2 separate regions of the Mus musculus genome follow, and region 2 is linked to region 1. The links are chromatin contacts, called in public HiChIP or PLAC-seq maps. All regions are on one chromosome and are shown on one strand. Each heading gives the region's core, a stretch centred on a gene start, on an enhancer-like site or on the middle of the called end of the contact. The rest is flanking DNA. Distances are from core to core; before and after follow the strand shown. Region 1 holds the start of Dio2 (deiodinase, iodothyronine, type II). Region 2 has its middle 68 kb from the start of 5430427M07Rik.

Region 1 (5,385 bases), core at 2,260-4,759:
CTCCCCTCCCCTCCCCTCCCCTCCCCTCCCCTCCCCTCCCCTCCTCTCCCCCTCCCCTCCTCTTTCTTTCTTTCTTTCTTTCTTTCTTTCTTTCTTTCTTTCTTTCTTTCTTTCTTTCCAAAAGTTCAATTTAATGTTTTTAAATATTCAAGGTATTGATATCAACAGAGTAAAAAGGTAAAAAATACATAAGATACATAAGTATTAACAGACCTAGCCCAATTAGTATCCAAACTACCACCTCCATTCATGACCCACACTTTAACTAAATAAAGAATTATTTTTTTTCAGATAAAGAAAGGATAAAAGTACCAGCTACTGGCATCATATTTAATAAGGAAACACTAGAATTATTTTATGAGTACACCAAAGCAACCATGTACATTTTTCTAATCATATTCAATATGATATTGGGGATTTTTATTTATTTTTTCATTTTTTACTAGATATTTTCTTTATTTACATTTCAAATGTTATCCCCTTTCCTAGTTTCCCCTCTGAAAAACCCCTATCCCCTGCCCTGTCCCCTGCTTACCAACCCACCCACCCCTGCTTCCTGGCCCTGGCATTCTCTGCCAGTGCCTGACAAATACAGAAGTGAATGTTCACAGCCATCCATTGGATGGAGCACAGGGTCTCCAATGAAGGAGCTAGAGAAAGTGCCCAAGGAGCTGAAGGGGTTTGCAGCCCCATAGGAGGAACAACAATATGAAATAACCAGTACCACCAGAGCTCCCTGGGATTAAACCACCAATCAAAGAAAACACATGGAGGGACTCGTGGCTCTAGCTGCATATGTAGCAGAGGATGGTTTAGTTGGTCATCAATGAGAGGAGAGGCCCTTGGTCCCACTTTCCTTCATTTGTGTGATAATGGTTCTATGACTTAAAGAGTAAATCCCTTGAAGATCAAAATGCTAAACACATTTTATTATAACAAGCAGCCAGGAAACCCCGTGCAGAAAGAGACCTAGCTCTGGTGGATTGTAACTTATTTCAATTCCATTCTGACATTTCTAATCTCAAATAAAGGAAAGAAAGGGACAAGAGCAAACCGCACCCACTGGTTTTAATTCTATTCTCTAAGTACTTCTGTTCCGCACATTACACGTGAAAAGGGAACATTTTTCCACTCCTTGCCAATCCTTCTTAAGAGGCCATTCCAATCACACTGTAGGTCTTGAGAATACAGGCAAATGGGTTAACTTTCCTCCTTCTCAGAAGAGCTCTGCATAGGGTTGAGATTTTCAGGACTGGGCAGTGAGTAGAAGCTTCATTTCAGGGGGCAGGGGAGGGGTATACCTCCCATCCTAGTTGCCAGGGACTTCATCAGGAATTGAAGTGCCCTCATCTACACTAATTAAGGTACTTTGCAACCCCCTCCTCTTTGTCCTCTCTTTCCTCCCATAAAGGCATTGAGAAGTTTGAAAGAAAGGAACACACAAACATTGTATTTGTGAATATCTTTTTGCAAACAGCACATGCTGGTCCAAGGAGAGATATTCCGTGGTTTATGTTAATTTTTCAAACATCTAAAGTCTCCTCATCTAAATAAAAATTTAGCCCATGGAGTATACACTCAAACCTCACAATTGACGATTAGGAAGGAAAGAAAGAAGGAAGGAAGGAAGGAAGGAAGGAAGGAAGGAAGGAAGGAAGGGGAGAGGAGAGGAGAGGAGAGGAGAGGAGAGGAGAAGAGAAGAGAAGAGAAGAGAAGAGAAGAGAAGAGAAGAGAAGAGAAGAGAAGAGAAGAGGAAAGAAATAAAAATATGATGGTAGAGAGCCCTTGTCTTTGGGGAGCAGCCATGCAAAAAGCTACCTCATTTTAGAATTCCAGGGCACCTCTCTACCATGTTATGTTGTATGTGAATGGCGCCCCCTAGTGTGAAGCAGAGCTGAGCCCTCTATATGCCCTAGGTATTCATTCATTCAGAACACCACTGAGCTGAACATGTCCCAACCAGGATTCTTATGTGCTCGGGAGATGGCAATGTGTAGAGAAGACAAGAGTTGTGGGTCACATAGAGCTTACTCTCTCCTTGGGACTATTTTTCAGAACCATATTACCAGCTGAACAAAATACATCCATATGCAGATTTTAGCCCATGCTCTCTACAAAGAATGACCTCTGTTTAGGCTTTACAGTCCTGTCAATACAGAGTTGGAGACCGGGGGCAAGATATAGAAGCTCAAGGGACTGACCACCTGTTTGCATCTACTGTTCAGCTCGAGCTTGACAGGAGCTCTGTGAACATAGAAAACTCAACAAATTGACTTTCAATTTCAATTTATGTTTCCACTCCAGTGTCTATAATTGTCACTACTACTCTCAGAAAAATGTCACTCCTAGAAGTGATCTGTTAGGTAAGAGAGGGAGGAAACGTAGAAGGAGGTAGGGGTGGAAACTCACTGCCAGGTTCTATCTGTTTAAATAACTGTCCTGGGAACTAAAAGGCAAGAGAGTCCACTGAGGCCCAAGGGGCACCTGGTGTTAATTCTTGGTTTGTTTCTATTCCTAACCACTTACAGCCCCTAGCCACTTACAACCCCTACCATCTATATAGCCCCTTACTACCTATATAGCCCCTAACTACCTATAGCCTTTTTACTTTCTTTTAATCTTCTCCTCCAAGCAAACTAAATGGCTCCCTAAAGCTTCTGGACTATTAAAGGCTGAATTTAAGAGATTCTCATAAATAATCAATTTCTCAGTCTCCTGGGATCTAAATGCCAATGAATGGAAATAGTATTTTATCAGTGTTGTAGGGAAATGACACTGAAAGAGTTGGTCACTCAGCAGCTCCTTCCATGGCTGGAAGGTTAGTTGTTATTGTTGTTGTTGTTGTAATATCGAAGCTTTAGTAAAACCAAAAATAATACTTGAATTCAGTTTGGGAATAATCTTTAAAGATATACCATGGTGGTCTCAAATAGTTTATAAAATTTCCAACTCAAAATTCACTTTCTATTCCCTCTGATAAGATCATTACTGAAAATATATTCATAACACCCAGGAATGAGATCGGGTGAGAAAAAAACCAATCCTGTGTAAAGGTGTAACGCCCACACGGGAGCATTAATAGCTTTATTTTTTCTTTTTAATGGAGCAGAGAGCACCCATGTTCACGCTTTCGCTTTTCTACCTGCCTGCCAGGAAGCTTTCTTGCCAAAATTCCTAAGTTAATAAAAATGATAATCAGAGGAAAGTGTTAACATATTAGTCTACAAATTACTTTTCTTTAAGTTTGGAAGCATTTCTTGAGACTTGTCAAAGGTAACATCGTTTTTTCTTTCTCTCCCTTTAAAGCACAAAGCAAAATCCTTCTGTCTCCCCCACCTCTCCTTTTAAAAAAGTTGTAGAGTTTTGCCTTTCTGCTCACTGCACTCCTGGCCAAAGTAAGCCCTCTTTCTCAATGACGTCAAGATCTTTAGCAAGATTAGGCTTTCATTTCTCTATTGCAGCAATTAGCCAGGGAATGTATAAAAGGCTTCAGGGAGACTCACTAGCTGCAGAGAGAGGCACTCTGCAGCCAGCGGAGGCAGAAGATAGCAAAGAGGGAAACGCCAGAGGGAGGGGGCAGAGGACAGCCGCTCCTGGAGAACCTGGAGAAAGGACAGGCAGAGGGAGACAGGCTGGGAGGAGGAGAACAGAAAGTATGTTTACAACGGAGTAAAGACAGAGCGAAAGAAAGAAAGAAAAAAAGAAAGAAAGAAAGAAAAAAACCCCAAACAAACCAAACAACCCCTACCCTTACAGCACAGTTAAGAAATTGGCAGTGCAAGAAGCCAGACAGCGTTTAAAGGAACATGAAAAGCTAAAAGAAAATTTTTACCATCTCTGCAGTCTCATAGGTGCCTGGAAATGAAAGTAGAACTTCCTGTCTTTAACGGACTCTGACAGGGGTAAACTGGATTAGGGACTGGCACGCCAGGGTTTTTGTTGTTGTTGTTGCTGGTGGTGGTGCCTTTTTTTTTTTTTTAAACCATCTTAAATCCTGGAAAAAAATGCATCTCGGAATTGAATGAATTGATGGGTACACTCCAACTGCTGGGCTGCAGAGCCTGAACCTGGTCTTTCCATTTCTGCTTCTTTCAAAGAAGAGACAAGTTGGGATTTCTTCTAATTTAGCTTTTCTCCCTCTCCCTCACCCCCCTCCCAACCTTCCCCTTGGTCCCCCACTTCTCTACCACCACCTTCCTTTGCAAAAAGAAGGTGACTGGGGAAGCAGAGTGCCCAGGAGACTGACCGAGGAGGCAGAGAAGATGGGACTCCTCAGCGTAGACTTGCTGATCACCCTGCAGATCCTGCCAGTCTTTTTCTCCAACTGCCTCTTCCTGGCGCTCTATGACTCGGTCATTCTGCTCAAGCACGTGGCGTTGCTTCTGAGCCGCTCCAAGTCCACTCGCGGAGAGTGGAGGCGCATGCTGACCTCAGAAGGGCTGCGCTGTGTCTGGAACAGCTTCCTCCTAGATGCCTACAAACAGGTGAGCTGCAGCCACTGAGCTTCTCCTGGGTCGCAAGGGCTAGGGGTGTGGAAGGTGTGGGGCTGCTGGCTCTGGGGAGTCCTACTTGGGGTGTCCTCTCCAGTGACTATGTTCCACGGAGTCTCAGTGCCACTTGGGACACCTGTTGCACAGGTTAGATTTGGGAGTGACAGACACGGAGCCACGGGGACTCTTGGTGACTTCAGTAGGAGTCTTTAATGAGGGCTGCTGTTACTTTGCACTGAATTGGCAGTTGAAGGGGTTTGTGCTGGTATAAAATAACTGTAGGTAAAATCAGAGTTCTGGGAGGGGGGCTTGGAACTTGCTGTATTTGTTCTGCCCTTGATATGAGCTGGTTTCTGCTGCTTTGCTTTACATGTGTGATATGTAGGAGAAGGTTTGAATAGTGTTTTCTTTCTGCTGAAATGGTCAGAGTTGGATGAGGATGATGGTGGTGGTGGTGATGATGATAATGATGATGACGATGGCTGTGACCTCACTATAGCCCCTCCATTTCTTAGGGAGTTAAGAACAAATGAAAGCAAGCTGAGCATGACCACCTACTTAGTTGGAATGTGTGGACTCCTCGTTACTAAGTGTCAGTTTGCAAAAGAAAGATCTAGGGATAGGTTGTCAGAAACCCAGACTTTGTGTGTGAGACCGAATCTACAAATAAATTCCCATACAAAGAAGTGATGGGTCTATAATGCATTCCTATGTCAGGCCTTGGACATTAGAGAGGTGACCTCCCTTACCTGGGGACAGTGTATTCCCATCAGCTTTTGAAACACTGGGGTGAGTGATTGATGCATGGATGCGAAAACTTCCGGTATTCCAGCCTTTCTGCTGCCAGGACATGTTTAGAGGAACATTTTCAAACCATATCAGTCAGGGTAAAGTG
Region 2 (5,530 bases), core at 2,253-4,752, 240 kb before region 1:
TCAGGTAAAATATGGCAGGGTAGGATTCCCTGCAAGGTTGCTCTGAGGGGCCACTGTGTGAAGCTGTGAAGGTGAAATCTAATTTGAAATGCAGTCCACAGAAGGTCTGCTAAGGGAAGCAGCCGGCACAAGTAATGGCAGCTTAGGAGGGGGCTTGTGTGTGCAGCAGTCAGCAGAGCTTCAGTGGTGGAAAGCACCAAGCACTTTGGAATCCAGACAATTCCTTCACAAACCCTTGATGCTCAATATGGAGCTGCAGGATTTTCATCTTGCTTTATTCCAGTTGTTCCTTGCATTGCTGGTCTTTCTTTCTTTCTTTCTTTCTTTCTTTCTTTCTTTCTTTCTTTCTTTCTTTCTTTCTTTCTTTCTTTCTTTCTTTCTTTCTTTCGGAAGAGGCGTGTTGACTATCTGGTATTGAATGTTGGAATTATACAACTTGGTTACCTTGCTTTATTGTTATGACTCTGAGGTTATGCACATGGACAGACATGCTAGGGTAGGGATGTAAGGAACATTGTAGAAGTCAGAGGACAACCTTGCAGAATTGCTTCTCTCTTTTTACCTTTACCTTCTGGGAATGAGCTCAGGTCTCCAGGTTTATATGGCCAGGGCTTTTACCTGCTGAACTCTCTTGTTGGTCATGTAGCTTCTTTTTATGCCATAGACTCACAATTAAGAGATTACCGACATGCCAGAAGACTGTGCTTGAAGCGTGAGGAGCTGTTCAAAGACTATGGGGACTTCTGAGGTTAGACTGAATTTACTCAGCGTTATAAAATGGCTGCGAGCCTATGAAAACCAGGGGTGGGAGGGTTTATCTTTAAAGTGATATGTTTTCTTGTCACACTGAGAAGGGTAGAATTGTGATTATTTATGTTGACTTTCAATTTGAAAGGAATCTGAAGTCACCTTGGAAGCACATCTCTGAGTGTGTCGCTGGGGCATTTTTTAGATGAGCTTATTTGAGGTGGGAAACCCCACCCTCAATGTGAGTGCCAGAATTCCATGGGTCAGGGTCCTGGACTGGATAAAGGGGAAAAACCAGGCAGAGAACCAACATTCATTTCTCTGTGATTTCTAATTTTGGAAGCAGTGTGACAAGCTGCCCAAATTTCTGCTACAATGCCTTCCTGGTAATGGTGACGCCTGCTCAAATGTAAGTCAAAACACCCCCACCCCTTTTTTTTTTTATCAGGTATGTGATCGCAGCATTGAAGCCAGCAACATGGATTGTTGTGAAGACAGGCTTTTCCCTTGGTTTAACAGGTTCTTACTCAAGTGTCTCCTGTACCTTTTTCAATTTAAGCTGGAGAAACCATACAGGACCCATAGAAGGACAGGACAGGCTTCCATCCAGAGAAAGACCCACTTTTTTCACCTGTAGCATCAGATACACAGATGCATTTTGAACTCTGTATCCTTAGCTTCCTTCAATCCTACCACCCAGACAGCATCTGGACACATTGAGTAGGATCAATATATAGAGAAACCTGACCTTGCTTGTTCACATTCTTTCCTAACAAATGTTTACTATAAGTAACCAGACCATCTTACTCCCTGGATCCCAGGGGAATCTAGATAAATTTGCAGGTATAACAACAACAACAACTACTACTACTACTACTACTGCTGCTGCTGCTGCTGCTGCTCCTGCTACTACTACTACTACTACTACTACTACTACTACTACTATTTTTTATTAGATTCTTTGATCCCTGAAATTATTAGTGCCCCTTTGTTCATGTCTTTTCAAATTTGTTCAATTTATTTTCCTTGTGTGTGTGTTCATGTGTGTGCAGATGCACATGTGTAGAGGCCAAAGGACAGCCTCAGCTGTCATTGCTTACTGATATCTTTCTTGATTTTTGGCACAGGACTTCTCATTTGTCTGGAACACATCAAATAGGTAAGGCTGGCTAGCCAGCAATCTTCTCATTGATCTACTTATCCCTGCCTCCCAAGTGCTAAGATTACAAGCATGTACTATCACCTATGGTTCTTTTAATGTGAACCCTGAGGATCAAACACTTGTGCTTGAAATCAAGTGCTTTACTCTCTCAACCATCTATTTGGCTGTTTCTTTTATTCTGAAATGGTGTCTCATGTATCTGAGGTTGGCTTCCTACTGGCTATACAGCCAAGAATGACCCTGAACACCTATTCCATAATTTTTTGCCTCCATAGCAACCACAGGAGTGTGTCACCATACCAGCTTTCCATATTTTGGGTTAGAAATAAAGCACACCTTTAAAGGAGTATTGAAAACAAATCAAAGACATCTTGAAATGCTACCGTGTCACATATCCTACATCATTCCTTCATTCAGTTTTAATCTTATGAGACTTCACAGGTACCATTTCTATAGGATGCTTCATTTTCCAGAACTATCTTGTTAGTCTCAGCCTTTGCTTCATGGAGAAAATACTGTAGACTAAGGGCAACTGTATAATCTGTATAATATGCAGGTAAGGGCAACTTTCCAAGGTCAGTATTCCTTACTCTCAATACTATTACCATTTTGAATTGGAAACCTCTTTACTCTGGGGGGCTGTCTTGTGAATTTTAGAATAGTTATTAACATCCCAGCCTAGAATATTTACCAAAATCCCAGATTGAAAGCACATCCCTGTGCTAGGTTGTTACAACCAAAAATGTCTCCAGACATTGCAGAATGTCCCCCGAAGATCAAATCACCACAGCTGAGAACTACAGGTTTCTTTGTATTATTTACACATTTAATAATTATTCAACTTGTGGACTGCTTGTTACATGCCAATTGGTCTATCTGCCAAGTACTTATGAGCACATTATGTGCTTGAATTTTACAATAGCTCAGGTGGTAAACACCATTAGTCTTCTAAGGAAACCAAGGTACAGGATTAGCACAGTGAGGGAAAGTACTGAACCCACAGTGAGTTCAGAATTGAATTTGTGACAGCCACTGTCCAATGCTTACCTAAGAATAGGTTGCTACAGTCCACACAAATACGTTCCTTAAAGACTGGAAACAGATTAACATGGCGGGAAGGACGGTGCTTGTTAATGGATCTTTCCTCTCTATAATTTCATGTAAGTTATTTCATTAACCCTCAGAGTGACCCTCATAAGTACACATTATTATATATACATAATGTTCATCATATTATCCACAAGTTAAATAATATGTAAAATTCATATTATGTAAATTTAAAATATATAAACATATGTAATATTTTTTTAAATTTGTGGATGAACATGAATCCAAAATGTTTTAACTCAAGGAATATACCAGTATAGTGACAGGCACTGAAAGACCCACAACGTGAGGACTCCCCCACGTTCTGACTCAGGAGAGGCGACACCCCAAAATCACCCACAAGAAACGGTCTTGCTGCAAACTGCAAGAGGATTTTTATTCAAGAGCACGCTCAGGCCCAAGGTCATACACCACGCAGGGGTAGAGGATCGTGGCTCCCCGAGTAGCTGGATAAGGGGGTATTTAAAGGAAGAAACCACAACTCAAGGAGGTGGGAAGGGCGGTGTTGGAAAAATACCAAAATACCAGTTAAGAGTCACAAGGAAGTGCAAAGTTACAAGAGTCACTGGGCAATACCTGGTAATTGTGAGGGTTATTTCTCAAGACAGTTTCTAAGAGCCCCTAACAATAGCAAATTTGCATAGCGGGTTCTGGCAATGGTCAGGGTGACTTTCTTTGAATGAGCACTCTTTGAACCCAGGAAGCGGGTGGGTGGAGGAATGTAGCTATCTGTTTTATGATTAGCATACCTTCACAAAGGCCACATTCCCAAGCCTGGGCCTAAAGGCCTAGAATTTTGTTTTTACTTTGTTATACTTTCCGCACAAGTGGAATCCCATCCCCCCCCCCCCTCCCGAGGTTTCCAGCTTCTAAGCCTATGCAATGCTTGTTCTATTTCATCTCTTTTCCTTGGATGTTCTAAGGGCATGGGGTGGGGGTGGTTGGTAGTTAATGAATGGGGATGCTTTGTATGTGCATTGTCTGCTTTAGTATTTTATAGATACAATCAAACAAAAACTTACTTGGCACCTGGAGATTTGGAAACTTCCTTTGCCCTTCTATCCATCTCCTCAGACAGGGATTTCTGATGTCTTCGGGTGGGCTAGACCTGCTCAGACCTGCCGTGAATTCTGACTCTGTCGTCCTGTTGTGTCCAGCCAGCAGATCACAGCAGTTCTAGCCTGGAAAGGCATTTTGGAAACCTGGAAGAGAAGAAGGGCTGGGCTGCGGGAGATAAGGAAGGAACCAAGACAAAGCTCTCTGCTCAAGGTTCAATTTTAATGTCAGCAAACATTAAATGTAAATATAAAGAAAAGGGGAAGCCTGTCCCTGGCCAAGCAAAGTTCCTTTGACATTGGTAGGTCAGCTTTTTATTGGGAACTCGGGAAGATTCTTGGAAGAGAACCGGTTCAGCCTCTGGCAGGTTGGGCCTCAGGCAGGTAGTGGCACATCAAAAGAGCAGCACAGCAGGTGACTCCACTCAAGCTGGGATGGTCACAGCCAGCCTTGCTAGGCTGGAAGGAGGTAACACCACCCCTCTGTTCTCTGATCCTGGGAATGTCACCTAGCAACTGGAGTTTCCACCTCTTTGCTTATGAACATGGATGCAGCAATGGCTAAATTGTAGTGTAGAGACTAGAATCAGGGATGAAAATGCTACTGTTAGTTGGTACAGTTTGGGCCAATACATTTATTTATACAGGTATTTGGTCACTTTCATTCCTGTTAAATTTTTACCCCAGTCTGTTAAACTCTATGAAGGGAATCTGAAAGCTTGACTTTTAACAATCTATTGATTGCTATTATTGTTACTGAAATGAAGGTTTTTGTCTCTCTTGGTAGGTAGACAAAACGTTTAAAGTCTTGTTAACAAAATTTTGAAGAGCTGCTTTGGCTACCAGGAGAGCAGCACAGAAGCAACAGTTTTGCATGATTTTAATTTCAGACTGCTCAGATGCAAAGGATCATGGTGAAAAACTACATCCTGGTTTCTGTGTATCCACAGAGGTCAATATCAAAACCAGGTATTTGTTTTATTCTTTACTTTTAATATAGCTATTACATTTCTTCCTTCGTCTTCCTCCCTCCAAACCTTACCATATACTTCTCTTTGATCCATTTCAAATTCATGCCTTCTTTTTTTCTTATTAATTTGCATTCCTGCTCAGTCTCAGACACACACACACACACACACACACACACACACACATATGGAGAGTGGAAACCTGGAAGGGGATAGCATTTAAAATGTAAGTAAATAAACTATTCAATTAAAAATAAAAAGAATAAGTCTGTGCCTGAGAATTCTGAGAGGGACAATTCTCATATGCGTCCATTCAGAGAAAATGAGAATGAGGAGTGGGTTGGTCAGCCTCAAGATTTTGAGATATTTACATTAGTGTACAGTGAACTTACTGCTAAAAAGATTTAATCTTGCTAATCTGATTTCATAAAATAAAAATAGGGGAGAAACATCTGAGATACAGAAGTCACTTGACAACAAAATGTGATTTT

Evidence for each region. HiChIP or PLAC-seq counts read pairs in DNA pulled down with a chosen protein or histone mark.
Region 2: a contact with region 1 is called in an H3K27ac HiChIP or PLAC-seq map of embryonic stem cells, with 6 times the contacts expected there. The contact joins the enhancer-like site here to the promoter of Dio2 in region 1. A contact is called at or near these places in 5 of 39 promoter capture datasets (the 3T3-L1 cell line, embryonic stem cells, frontonasal cranial neural crest and 2 more), 6 of 484 Hi-C or Micro-C datasets (the G1E-ER4 cell line, the HL-1 cell line, embryonic stem cells and 2 more), 5 of 115 datasets of contacts at active chromatin or transcription factors (cardiomyocytes, embryonic stem cells and large pre-B cells) and 1 of 9 other capture datasets (embryonic stem cells).

What each region holds. Positions count from the first base shown.
Region 1 is chr12:90,737,162-90,742,546 of GRCm38.p6, reverse strand. It overlaps Dio2 (deiodinase, iodothyronine, type II), which reads left to right and starts at 3,509. Exons shown (of 2, transcript NM_010050.4): 1 at 3,509-4,484. The coding sequence starts at 4,263. It overlaps Gm26512 (a long non-coding RNA gene), which reads right to left and starts at 4,340. Exons shown (of 5, transcript XR_872906.2): 1 at 4,247-4,340.
Region 2 is chr12:90,974,588-90,980,117 of GRCm38.p6, reverse strand. No RefSeq gene overlaps it. Among named protein-coding and RNA genes, the nearest start is that of 5430427M07Rik, 68 kb to the left of the region's middle. Within about 2 kb of position 3,502, at least 6 of the 459 cell types and tissues checked have an H3K27ac peak or open chromatin away from gene starts, as enhancers often do. A contact at or near this core is called in embryonic stem cells and trophoblast stem cells, where this site is marked.